2 separate regions of the Mus musculus genome follow, and region 1 is linked to region 2. The links are chromatin contacts, called in public Hi-C maps. All regions are on one chromosome and are shown on one strand. The core of a region is the stretch at or near the end of the contact, and the rest is flanking DNA. Distances in the headings are between cores, read along the strand shown. Region 1 holds the start of Alg6 (asparagine-linked glycosylation 6 (alpha-1,3,-glucosyltransferase)). Region 2 has its middle 32 kb from the start of Gm40211.

Region 1 (4,076 bases), core at 561-3,060, 110 kb before region 2:
CCTGGTCTATAAATCCAGTTCCAGGACAATCAGAGCTACACAGAAAAACCCTGTCTGAAAAAAAATTATTTTTTAAAAAAGAAAGAAAAGCACCAGTCTTGCCAATAAGCCAGCCTGGTGGGAGCATTTTTTTTTTTTAAGGTTTATTTACTATTATATCTAAGTACACTGTAGCTGTATTCAGATGCACCCGAAGAGGGCGTCAGATCTCATTACAGATGGTCATGAGCCACCATGTGGTTGCTGGGATTTGAACTCAGGACCTTCAGAAGAGCAGTCAGTGCTCTTAACCACTGAGCCATCTCTCCAGCCCGGGAGCATTTTTTTTTTTTTTAGTTGAAGTTCTCTTCAACTAAAGCTTCCTACTCTAGCTTGTCGAATTGACAGTAAACTAGCCAGCACACATGTATGGTACTACAAATTAATAAAAAAAATAAATAAATTGAGCTAGAGAAAGTAGCCAAGGAACTAAAGGGATCTGCAACCCTATAGGTGGAACAACATTATGAACTAACCAGTACCCCGGAGCTCTTGACTCTAGCTGCATATGTATCAAAAGATGGCCTAGTCGGCCATCACTGGAAAGAGAGGCCCATTGGACTTGCAAACTTTATATGCCCCAGTACAGGGGAACGCCAGGGCCAAAAAGGGGGAGTGGGTGGGGAGGGGAGTGGGGGTGAGTGTATGGGGGACTTTTGGGATAGCATTGGAAATGTAAATGAGGACGATACCTAATAAAAAATTAAAAAAAAAAAAAGAATTGAAAGAACACCCTGCATTGTATTTAACCATACATTTTTAAAGCCACAGATCAACAACAGAAACAACAACAACAAAAATTACCTAAGGGGGTAGGGTTAATGAGGAGGGGGGTTCTCTGGAGAGGTCTTGTGAGATGAAATGAATATTGTTATTTGAACTGAGAAACAGAAAAAGATACGTTCCCTGGGTGAGTGATGAGCAACAAGTTCCAGTAGAATTATGTACAGTATGGTTCTGCAAGCATGTTATTCCAACAAACGAGCTTATGAGGAAATGCCATTCACTTGTTATTCAGAACAAAATTGCTATGCGAGCAAAGATCATTTCTAGTCCTTTCAATGTCCTTCCATCCTTAGAGTTCGGTTGGCAGAAAGCAGGAACCCACTTGACTAGAGAAGGTAGTCGGGGTGGACAAATGTGGGCAGGAGAAGGGAGGAGAGAGTGAGGGATACTACATTTTCGGAAGTCCTGTGTGAAACACAGTGAAACACGAGGTCTCACCGTGTTGCTCTGGCTAGCCTAAAACTCTCCAATGTAGAACAGGCTGGCCTGGAAACCTGAGATCCTCCTGCCTCTGCCTCCCAGTGCCACCATTCGGGCTATCTCCCCCTTAAACAGCAGGCGACTGCTGTGCCACCTGCAAGAGCAGCTCAGCAACTTTCTCAGGAGGCCACGCACAGATAGCAGGCACATCCCGACAAGGGGCCAGACCGTCAAGTCCCAGACTTCTTTTTCCTGCTAAGGTACCCTCGGGACATCAGCCTCGGGAGGGACAGACCCACAGGACGGCGGGGACAGGGTCGCCGAGGCCAATCCGGCCAGGCCGCGTCACTTCTGCAGGACAGCCACACGCCGGGGATCTCGGGGATGGGCGAGACCTCCCAACAAGCCCCCGAGAAGCCCGCTCGAGCCGGCTGCCGGGACCTCCCGACGCCTGCCGCCTCCAGACCTCGGCAACCCCAGGCTCTTACCAGCCTCTGCTCTCCAGAATTGGCGCCCGCAGAGAACCAGCGAATGCGCCTGCGCACTCACAGCCCGAGGAGCACGCGCGCTCCCAGCGGCGCTCACGGGAGCGAGCCCGTAAGGCGAGGGGGCGGAGTGGTGGGCGGAGTCATCGTGGAGGGGCGGGACTGGGAGAGCTAGACTGCCACGTTGCGGGAGGCGGGGTGCAAGCCCTGGAATTCGAGAAGCCTGGCGGCTGGGGTTAGGTCAGGGGCAGGTGGAAAGCCCCTTGCTCCTCTTTCCCGGGACCACGGCCAAAGCTTGAGCGGCTGCTTAGCCCACGGATTCCTGTGAGGGGCGGCTCCTGCGCTCTTCGCACTGGCGAGCCCTTGGCCAGTCCTCATCCCGAGTGGCAGGTCTTCCTCCTGGGTCAGTGCCCTACAGCAGCCAGCCTACTTTCTTAGAGCTAAGCAAAGACTACTTGCCCCAGTAAAGTTGAGAAGTTACTTCTAGTGAGAAACCGTTTCTAGAGCCTCTGGGTTGAGCCTATGAGCAGCAATAGCTACACACGGTGACATTCTCACCTCTAGGGAGGCTGAGGCAAGAGGATGGAGAGTAAGAGGGTCAGCCTGAGATACACAGCAAGACCCTGTCCCTGACCCGCCAAAAAAAAAAAAAAAAAAAAAAAACTCCGTCCCAGAATAGACACTACATGCCCCATCAGGCAACTTGAACCATCCGTTCCCACATTTGCCAAAAATAATATCCCCCTCCTTCCCTCACACCCTGCTTTTGATTTGTGCCATTTTGTAGACACCAACTCTGACATAAGTGAAAACAAATATTGAGTATTGCTGGGGGAGGTGAATTGGGGGTGGGGGAAGAAGTATGTGTTACCTGTGTGTACTTGAAGAGATCAAAGGTCGATGCTGGTGTCTTTCTCTATCCATCCCCACCTTACATTTTGAGACAGTCTTTCACTCAACCTAGAGCTCACCTGTTTGACTACACTGGAGTCTCTGCTCTCACAAAATTCTCTTCAAAAAGCATTTCCCATGCAAAAAAAGAATAGAAAGCAGCACAATGAAGTGCACACTGTCACATTAGTAGTATACACACCACAGTCCATGGGAGTTAAGACAAGACTTGGACTCGGTGTAAACTATTAACTGTCAGGAAAGGCTTCTTCCTGAATGAGCCACCTTAGCTTTGAAAGAAAAATCAGACACAGGTGATAATGGATGTGTCAGAGGGAAAAGTTATGGTTAGACCAGGGTGAGAACTAGGAAGGGTCAATGGGACAGGGGATGTGTAAAGGTCTTTGTAATGTAGGAAGTGTGCAGGACAGCAAGGTTAAAGGAAAGAATATTATGGGATGGTCCCCAAGGTAGTGTGTTGGGAAGCTTGGAATCGACTTGGAAGAAGATGCTACACTGTAGTGAATTTGATGTGATGTCAACACAACAAAATACTAACACTTGTGTGCCACTTGTGAATCAGAACCTAGGAAAGATGCTGGAGCTAAAGATAGAACGTTTTTATTTGCTGAAGAAATGAGGGAGCTAATGGGGAAGAAAGATAAGCAGCTGTACTTAAGTGAGCGTGTGTTAGCCCGCCAGGAGGAGGTGAGCTGATGAAGTCTCTAGCATGCTGACACATGCTGTCTGAAGCCCAGCACATTACAGGATCACACATACATGAAACACCTTGGACACGCCAAAAATCCATGTGTTCGTGTGTTTAAGCTTCTGCCAAATGAAAGATGAAGCATTGCTATGTTATGTCACACTGAGACCAGAAGAAAAAGGCAAGCTACTATTTAAACTAGTAACGGTAATAAAACATGTCATTCAGAAATATGAAAAGGAAAATATATATCAAAGTGATAAAAAGTTATTAATGTCCTCTTCTGGCCTCTCAAGCCAAATAGTTTTTAACTAATAGTTAAAATAATAGTTTAATAGTTTTTAATAGTGTTTATCATGGAATTGGTAAACTGTTTATTGAAGTATTAGGAGTGTCAAAGCCCCTACTTCGTAGCTGAACTGCCTCAGCACTGCCATCTACACACTTGCCCCTGCTCTTTCTCAGTAGGTACTATCTTTCCCCTCTGACTGTGCCATGCCTATAAATAACAGAGGCTATATAAATGCATTTTGGATGATAACATTTACCAGCAGCAAAGAAAAGATAAGATATAGCGCAATTGCTGAGTAGATCAAGCTTTCAGACACATAAGATAGTAAGTAGTTAAGAACTGTGATCTAGGGGCTGGAATGATGGTGTAGCAGTTAAGAGCACTTGTTGCTCTCACACAGGACCTTGGTTCAGTTCCCAGCACCCACTTGTGGCTTAGAACAAAGACCTGAGAT
Region 2 (3,821 bases), core at 1,280-3,779:
ATTACAGCTATGAGCCACCAAGTAAGTGCTGGGAACTGAACTCAGATCCTCTGCGAGAGCAGCAAGCACTCCTAACTGCTGAGCCATCTCTCTACCCCATGCCTTTGTTCTTTCTCTTTTCTTTTCCTCTTCTTCTTCCTGTTCTTTCTCTTTCTCCTCTCCCTCCTCCTTTTCTTCTTGGATATGAAGATCTGCTCAGAAATAGGAGCCATATGAATTTTAACAGAAACACATAGGTGTCTATGAATATCCCTGATACCTGTAGGTCACGTCTCTCTGACTGGCTTCCAGGAGTGGGTAAGAATGGGACAAACAGGATTTTCTGCAAGAGCAACATGAGATTATAATGCTGTAGATTCTATATTTTTGTAAGCGCCATAAATATAGAATGTTGCTTATTCTAGCACAGTGTCGGGTTAGCTGTCATACAGCTAAAAGCTAAAACTAGGAGAGAAAGCTTGTCCTCTTGCTTCTTCCTCCTTCCCTTCTCTTTTCCCTCTTTCCCTTCCCCACTCTCCCCTCCTCCTCTCTTCCTCTTTCTCTTTCCCCTTTTTTGTTTGAGATAGAGTTTCATGTATTATTGACTAGATTTGCACTTGATGAAGCCAAGGGTGACCCTGAACACCTGATCTTCTGGCCTCTGCCTCCCTAATGCTGAGATTGCAGGCACAAGTCACTGCACCCAGTTTGAAGTGTCATGAATTCCAGAGACCAACCCTCACAAGCAGAATGGCATACTCGCAGATAACAAAACCAAGAAATATTAAAGGACTTGTTTGAAGTCACCCAGGAAATTAGTGATGGACCGAACTGCCCTCCCATCAGCCCAGCATTTCCAATATACAGGAAAGGCAGCACGTGTAGCCATCCCATTGAAAAAACGAGGCCAAGGGGGGGCTTCCTGAATGACACCTAAACCATGAGGGTTACAGAACAAGATTATCTGAATGCTGAACCACACGTTAGGCCCTTCTTTTTAAAAAAACATCTTTTTATTTTATTTATTATAATTGTGTGTATGTATATGGAGGTCAGAGGAAAACCTGTGGGAATTGTTTTTTCGGGGGGTGGGGTGGGGACGGGAGGTGTTCAAGGAATCAAACCTAGGTTGTCAGGCCTGGCAGCAAGTGCCCTTACCTGCTGAGACATCTTACCCACTCCTATTTTTGAAAATTAGAGAAGCTTGTGACTCAACCTAAGATGTGTAAGCATTATTCCAATAATATCAAGTGTTAGCAGACCATTCAGGTGTATACCAGATTTATACTGAATGTGATTAGATGATTTAGATATAATCCTAGTGTATAAATTTAGGGATACATCTGGGCTTCAGCAGGGAATGAGCCACAGATCCTTCAGCCTTCTTGTCCTTCTTTGCCCGAGCACTCTCTCCTCTGGGACTCTGTCAGGGGAATTCAAGCCAGCTCGGGCTGCTCCGGAGTGTCCCACACTCACCTTTCCTTTTTCTGCAACCTGTTTTATTCTTCTCATTGTCCAAGACCTGAACATCATTACTGTTATTATTATATGTTTGTCTGGGTTTTATAGCTTCTCTGTCTTGACCAATGAAGACATCCTAAAAGTAATGATCTGTTAGGAGTCTCAAGAGACAAGAGTGGCTTCCAACTTTCAGTTCGTACACCCTAGAAATATTTAGTCTACAATATTTAAAGGCATTTGTGTAAACAACTGGAGTCTTTCTTTGGGGAAATTAAAACAACAGGACTTGATTGCATAGATGATTTTGTATTTTGCAGATGTTAATATTTAATCATATGCAGAGCCATTTAGCTTAAGTGCATTAATGTAACTCATTTAAAAGAGGCCAGTAATTGTCCTATTAACTCCCAGTCTGGATGTTATCTGCTCCACCCTGCCGGCAAGGCCAGAGGGGGACTCTTCTATTGGCACCCACAGAGATTGCTCTGATCTGTTGAAAATCCTGTTAAAATCTAATTACTTAGGAGAATCAGCCAGGGAATATCTAATGAGCTCGAGGAAACCCACTGCAAGGATTTCAGTGCTGCTAGCGACTGGCTTGCTCCTTACACCAGCAGCACATGGATGCCATTCCTGCTTTATAAAGCGTGGTTCTCCTTTCTTGTAATCGTATGTCACAGATTTTCTTGGTCGGTGAAAACAGCTTCATTTCCTATATAGGAGAAGTGATCAGGTGATGTTTAAATACGTACAGTTCATTTCCTGGCAATTATTGCTTTTCATCATCAGATGCTTAAAGAAGTCGGTGGGCACTGTGTCTAGTGAAAGTACGGTGTGGGAGAGCCGTGCAAACACAGTGATCCTAAAAGTTTGAAATTTTAATCTAGAGTGAAAAACATTCGTAAAGAAACTTGGAAACCATGATTCTCTGCAATCACCTCAAAATAGTGCCAAACAAATGGGTGTATGCGGAAGACAACAAGCCTTGCTGTCTTGGTAAACATTGCCGTGGCAATCTGTATGGCTTAAGTTTCCTTCTCTCTTTAGTGCTTAGCAGTGTCTTCCTGTTGCTAATCCAGCCTGGTGTCATCTCGTGGTTGGTATGTTCCTCTTCTGTGTGCTTAGGACTCCATCTCCCTAAAATTAGATGGTTGATACATGTGCTGTTTCAGAGCACGGGCTTTGGCGTTAGATCTGAAGTATTCAAAAGCCGATTGTTAACTTTCACATGTAACTAACGTACTTCTCCACTTTCCCCTCCCCCGCTTGTATCTCTGTACAGCGGGGCTGTTAGTCACCACACCCAGTACCTTGTGAAGCAGCAGGCTCTGAGGGTTCTCTGAAGAAAAGCACGCAAAATGCTTAGCAGAGTGTCTTCCATGTTATAGGAGCTCAAGAAATGATAGTTATTTTCGACGACTAATTAAATTTTGGAGTATGAAAGAATTGTGAAACCTAAGATTCATTAAAAACGAATATAGGGTGAATTCCTATTACCCCTAATGTACTTCTATCACCGTGTTCATATGAAATTTGTTGAAAAAAATTAAAAGGGACCTATTTTTAGTAGCATTCCCGTGAACTTCATTCCAAAGTTTATCAAGTTTTTAGTTAATGTATCATTTTATAACGTAGATTGATGCCAGAAGATGACACTAGAAACAAAATGTGGTTTGGTGATACATTACCTAGAAAAATCCCTGTCTGGATGACAAATTATTATTGGAATATTATATAAGATTTTAATGATTGAGGAGAAAAAAGACTATTACATATTATTTCAACAATTAGCAATGTAACTATTATTTAAAATTATTATCTGGTCTATGGAACTTAGCAGTTGAAACGCTCATCTTGATGTTGCTTTTATTTTCTGTTGTTTGGTTGCTGTCAAATTTAGATTTTTCTCTTTTGCCTAAAATATAGAAGGAAACAGTGCTTGAGAGCAGACTATTTTAAGGCCGAAGTTCAGTATAATTTGACAAGGAGGTACTTTTGTACTTAAATTTTATTTTTTTGGGGGGGCAACTCATTAGTTCATCTAGCAACTTCATAAGGTAGCTATACTGCACAGTATAGAAAATTAAAAGAAATATAGGGTTTTTGTATATATGCAATTTTATTGCATTTCTAGTATAAAAGTTATACAGATAAATTATAATGTACATTAGAATATTTCAACAAAATCATATTTGCTCAATATAACTTGCTAATAGCTCATAATTTGACTATTTTAATAAACTGGATTTTCCCTAAAATGTTCGATTGAGTTAAATGTTCTATTTTGTAGGGAGAGATGTTGGAATTAAATGAACTTAGAATTGTCATTGTTAAAAATTTTACATATAATAGGTGTTTTAAAATTATTTTGTCTATAGAAA

What was found. A called contact is a pair of places that touch in the nucleus more often than the background predicts.
Region 1: a Hi-C map of the N1E-115 cell line shows a contact between it and region 2, with 1.8 times the contacts expected there. The contact joins the promoter of Alg6 here to the enhancer-like site in region 2. A contact is called at or near these places in 2 of 39 promoter capture datasets (frontonasal cranial neural crest and hippocampal neurons), 1 of 484 Hi-C or Micro-C datasets (the N1E-115 cell line), 1 of 115 datasets of contacts at active chromatin or transcription factors (embryonic stem cells) and 1 of 9 other capture datasets (adipose tissue).

The regions. Positions count from the first base shown.
Region 1 is chr4:99,713,364-99,717,439 of GRCm38.p6, reverse strand. It overlaps Alg6 (asparagine-linked glycosylation 6 (alpha-1,3,-glucosyltransferase)), which reads right to left and starts at 1,810. Exons shown (of 15, transcript NM_001081264.1): 1 at 1,734-1,810.
Region 2 is chr4:99,599,804-99,603,624 of GRCm38.p6, reverse strand. No RefSeq gene overlaps it. Among named protein-coding and RNA genes, the nearest start is that of Gm40211, 32 kb to the right of the region's middle. Within about 2 kb of position 2,529, at least 6 of the 459 cell types and tissues checked have an H3K27ac peak or open chromatin away from gene starts, as enhancers often do. A contact at or near this core is called in the N1E-115 cell line, where this site is marked.